2 separate regions of the Choristoneura fumiferana genome follow, and region 1 is linked to region 2. Evidence: chromatin contacts called from public Hi-C data. All regions are on one chromosome and are shown on one strand. Each heading gives the region's core, a stretch centred on a gene start, on an enhancer-like site or on the middle of the called end of the contact. The rest is flanking DNA. Distances are from core to core; before and after follow the strand shown. Region 1 holds the start of mRF1 (mitochondrial translation release factor 1). Region 2 holds the start of LOC141437572 (fork head domain-containing protein FD4-like).

What was found. Hi-C and Micro-C count contacts between places; a contact is called where the count stands out from the background.
Region 1: a contact with region 2 is called in a Hi-C map of whole pupa, with 7 times the contacts expected there. The contact joins the promoter of mRF1 here to the promoter of LOC141437572 in region 2. A contact is called at or near these places in 2 of 2 Hi-C or Micro-C datasets (both in whole pupa).

Annotation. Positions count from the first base shown.
Region 1 is chr18:17,300,279-17,302,978 of NRCan_CFum_1, reverse strand. It overlaps mRF1 (mitochondrial translation release factor 1), which reads right to left and starts at 1,361. Exons shown (of 2, transcript XM_074102372.1): 1 at 268-1,361. The coding sequence starts at 1,239.
Region 2 is chr18:17,130,547-17,133,246 of NRCan_CFum_1, reverse strand. It overlaps LOC141437572 (fork head domain-containing protein FD4-like), which reads right to left and starts at 1,437. Exons shown (of 2, transcript XM_074101003.1): 1 at 1,224-1,437; 2 at 1,033-1,221. The coding sequence starts at 1,437. The coding sequence ends at 1,142. wal (electron transfer flavoprotein subunit alpha wal) reads right to left here. Exons shown (of 7, transcript XM_074102125.1): 7 at 2,338-2,571. The coding sequence ends at 2,506.

The sequences.
Region 1 (2,700 bases), core at 112-2,611, 170 kb before region 2:
ATCCTTATTTGATTTAGAAAAAGGCTGGCAGCTAGCATAGTAATTTAAACAAGGAAATGCTTCCAGCCTTTTGGGCACCATGGAGCACAGAAGCTCTCTTTAGAATTAATTCAGTCTGAAGTAATCAGTTTTTTTCTTTTTAATTTAGTAATGATGTGTAATTGTCTATCTCTATGGAAATATTTATAGACTCATTTTAGCTGAATAATGCCAAGTTTTTTAATTATTGGTTCTCATTTATATATTTAGTAGCAACTAAATATTCACCTGTGATTTTCTCTCAGCATTGACCTTTGAAGATTGTTCTTCAAGCTGTTTCTGTAGCAGGAGTGTTCTTAATTTCTGCATTGCAATCTCTTTGTTCTTTATCTGAGACCTACCTTCTTGGCAGTCAACTACAGTACCGGTGGGCAGGTGAGTAATTCGCACAGCGCTATCAGTTGTATTGACATGTTGTCCACCAGCACCACTTGCTCGTTTTGTTTCTATCGAAATATCCCGTTCGGGGATATCCAATTCAACTTCTGTAGGTTGAGGTAAAACTGCTACAGATACAGTGCTAGTGTGTATACGGCCTCCTTTCTCAGTTGACGGGATTCTTTGGACTCTGTGTACTCCAGCCTCAACTCTCATGAGCTCTGGGACACCAATGCCCGATATCAACATTGAGCCTTTCCGTAACCCCCCAATGTCAGACTTTTCAATTGATGCTATATTTACATCCCAGTCCTTGTACTTTGCATATGAGTCATACAAATCAAAGAGTTCTCGTGCAAAAAGCATCGCTTCTTGGCCGCCGGCGCCTGCAGTAACTTCTAATAGGATACCACCATCTGATAAATAAGGTTGCAGTAATACCGCTTGCAGGTCGCTGTCTATCTGCTTCAGTCGTGATAGATATATTTCCGCTTCCTCTTTAATCATCTTCTTGATTTCATCATCGTCACCTTCTTTTTTGTTGAGTTCTCTGAGCGACTCAATGCTGTCGTATAAAGCTATTCTTTGCTCAAGCACGTTTACAATGGGTTTGATAGCTCTAAGGCGTCTAACTTCTTCGTCGGAGCGACGTGTCTTCACGAGCAAGTTTTCATGTTCAACCATCAAATGACTAAGATACTTCTGCACCGCTGGATCAGATAACTTCACAGTATTTTCAGAAGAATAACATTGACGGAATAGGAGAGAATATCTTTCGAATTTAGCCAACGATCTCAAACCAAAAACCTTTGAAAGCAACATGTTTGAATGTTAACAAACTGTAATTTTCTTAGTTATAAGTAATTTCTTTTATTGAGTTTTCTGTTTCTGCCAACTTTATAATAACATTTCGATTTGGAGGTTATTTCATTTATTGACATTGACATACATCATATTCATAATATGTCGCATGATAGACTGACAGCTGTCAAAATGAAGTCTTATTTTCTTATTTCAACGGTTTCAAAAATTATTTTATCGTAACAGCAGGTAGCAATAAAATAATTATTGATAAACAAAACAATTTGATTAAATTAGCAGTTCTAATTTTTTCGTGTGCTAGCGTTATCAAATAGTTAAACAGTACTAATCTGCCATCTTTTGTTGAGTAGCTGTACTGAATCGTTTGCATAGTGACTTGAATATGAATACTTTGTTTTTTGTATTGTTCAAAAGATGGAGCTATAATCAACTCTTTTTCTCTGCCATCTGGTGTTGAATAGAAAAACTATTTTGGTTCTTAAGCTTAAAATAGATGGCGCAATCGTAGCTGAAAATAGAAGGATTTTATAAAACAACTAGCGGTTGCCTGCGACTGTACACTTGCTCGTAAACAGTGTCGTACCATGCAGGCTACCTTGCTTGCAACCCCCCAAAAAAAACCCTCGACCTTAATGTGCCTGTCATGAAACCCGTGGTCGGTAAATGAGTCATTGCCCGTACTAATTTTCTTGTCATGAAGCCCAAGGTCGGTAAATGAGTTTGTTACTGCATGGCGTGCTGCAGCGCCAAGAGCGTAGTAAGCGGTATCGGCAATTTTTGAAAAAATATTAGTTTTTCTTTTACAAATATACAATTTTACTCACAAATGTGATGAAAAACATTGTATGTCGCACGGGCGGTACTAGGATTACGAACATCGACTCATTAAAGCCCGAAGTCGACTCGTTTGTAATTCTTTATTTACCACCCTTAAGACACAATGTACTATTACGTCTATTCTCAGACCTACCGAATATACACAAAAAAAAACAAAAATAGGTCAATCCGTTTCAGAGCAGTTTGGTTACAAACAATGTGACACGAGGATTTATACACCTATTAAAAAAGAAGAAGAAGGATATGTTGTGCATGAGGAACAGGTACATTGCAAATATTAATGCCTTGCTTACGGTTTCTCATTTCGAAATACAATATAGGTATAATATCGGTCGGTGCCTCAGCACGAGCCAGCAGGAGTAATTGAAACCCAATATAAAGTGCGTAGGTGAGGTAGATGACTATAGGTCCACTCCTGCTGGCTCGTGCTGAGGCACCGACCGGCTTCAGACTGGAAGAAAATTATTTTCATGGTTTTTTGTAGTTGGTTAAATTTTTTGTTAAAAATGTTTTAGAGTAATGCACTTGCGGCGTGAGGCGGCTCACTGCCCGCCGCTCGCAGTAGAGACCCGGCTTAAGAAAGGCGTTGCACCACCTGGGCAGTCCCAATAACATGCTAAATGC
Region 2 (2,700 bases), core at 188-2,687:
GTCACACGAGACCAAAGTTTTTTTTGCATTTCGTGTATTTGAATCCCTTGATGCTCTCAGGATTCTAACCTAGAACCACTCGCTGACGCTCGTGATTCAATTAGGTAGGTATAGAATCCTTCGCTTCCTCGGGATTCAAAATCAACACTCGCACCAAAAAACGACTTTGCTCTCTTGTTGCACAAATAACTATTGTATGTGCATGTATGCGTGAGTGCGTGAGTCTATTACCTCCACGCTAAAACGCCTGAATGGATTTGGATAAAATTTGGTATGGAGATGCCTGGACTTATACTTTTTATCTTGCTACTCCCACGGGCTCTGGTAAAAGTAACAAAATTACCACCTCCAGGATTTTTGGAGACATTAAATTAGGCACGGGTGTTTTTTGGCAACTTACCATGCTGTTATTTTTGGAAATTCCTCTAGGAATGTTTTAGAAATCCCAGAATTTCAATTGCGATAGATCTAAAGGTTTACGCGTGCGACCCCGCGGCTAAAGGCTATATAGTTATCTTATAATTTCATATCATTAACTTTAACATTAACATGTTTCTAGTTTCATATTTAGGTACGTAGGTAATTACTACCTCGTAGAGTCATGAGGTGGGAAGTTAAACAATCTCTATAGTTAGTCGAGAGACATCTGAGTTAAGATAGGTTCTTTAAAGGAAGTAACTTTTATTAATACCTACCTCCAGTCGTTTCCAAGAAGAAGAATACAACTTTTCAACTATAATGGGTGCAGTCATTACGATGCTTATATGTAATTAGGTTTGGTTAAAATAAAATACAAAAAAACATTAACGAATTTCCATATCTCATACAAAACTTAAAATTATTTTGTTACATTGATTTTATTTTGTTTCAGTGTGTTGTTTGTAAATTAGAACGAAACTACTTTTGTATGAAAATGCGATGAACGGCGAGCGTACTGGTGACTACTTACTACTCATAAAACATAAACATAATAAAACAAAATATACATTATAAACATAAAAAACACACATATGGTATGTGCTAGTGCTGCACTCTGACGGGATAAAATTGCAGTAATATTCCCTATTTAGCAATTTCATACTGACACTCACTTATTTTGAAACTTTTCAAAATAAAATGTATCGTTATATCAGGCGCAACGTTATCCTTCTCTTCCTGTTCCTTCCTGCGGATGCAGCGTCCAGTAGGCGCCCTTGCCGGGCCGGTCCGGCCGGCGCGGCACTTCACGAAGCAGTCGTTGAAGCTGAGGTTGTGGCGCAGCGAGTTCTGCCAGCGCTGCGTGTTGCGCCGGTAGTACGGGAACCGGTCCGTGATGAACCGGTAGATCTCCGACAGCGGCAGCATGCGCTCCGGCGAGCTCCAGATCGCCATCGCCGTTAAAGAAATGTACGAGTAGGGTGGCTTGTTTCTAAGATTCGCGCGGTGGCGGCGGCATGGTCACGCCGTGTGCGCGAGGCGTGGCGGCCGGGCGGGGCCCGGGCCGCGCCGCCCCGCGCTCTGTCGCCCGCAGCTATGATAACGAGGATGCCACTCGCCGAACAAACCGCATCTCACTCTTATGTACTAGGTATCACTATTATTACCGAAGTGATTGACTACGCAACGTTTATACCTTTTGTATAAATACCTACACGCAGTGTTATACAATAGCGACTTACGATTACGAGAGTTACATTGTAAAGTATCTAATAATGATAGGTGGGTGATGTTACCTACATTCTTAGCTAGGGAAATATAAATCATCCAAAACGAAAGAGGCGTATTTTGAGAACAAGATAACTGTATCCGAATTGAAATAAACTTTCTGTATTGAGACTTTATTTTCACACGTTTAATGAAATGTAGTTGGCGTAAAGTAGAGCTTACGCCATCTAGCGTCGAGTAGCGGCATTTTTGATTTACAAATAAATAAGTTAGGTAGCTGTGTGCGTGTGCATGTATATATGTATTATGTTTGTTTCTCCTCCATGTAAAACGAATGGGCGGATTTAGATGAAATTAGTTATATAAATGAGTAAATGTCCGGAACAACACATCACAAGTCACTTTTATCCCAAAATTCTCACAAGATCGAATTAATTCCCAAAATTTTAACCGCTAAAATTAGACATAAAATTTTGCGCGGTGGCTTTTCGCAACGTTAGTAAAATTCACGATGTAGATTTTGGGGGTTCCTTTGAAAATTCAGTGAAATCCTGGAATTTCAACTGAGTGCGAAGCCGTGGATTAATAGAGGTGACATAATAATGTATCTACTCTTATAAGATTATATGAAAATTGCACTGAATCTTTATAGAAATAAAAAACCGCTTAATATCTCAAATAAAACAATAGACATTATGTAACAATTTTATATTTAAAAATCATTTTACACATGATTGAAGAGACAATACGATCAACAATTGTACATTTTTTTTAAATCTCATAGTGCGCGAATGACAGTAGGTAATACAGAATTAATTGTAAATACACTAAGACCTATTTGTTGCACATTTTACTATTGATTCACAGCTTTCCAGTGAGCTCTGGTACTGCCTTAAACAAGTCAGCGACCAGACCATAGTCTGATACCTAGAAAAAAGAAAATGTGTTATAAAAAAAGCCATAAAATCATGCTAAAAACAGCAGCAGCAGCATATATTTGTAGGATATAAAGTTCTCACTGTGTGGTATTTTAAATACAATAAACTTTTATCACGT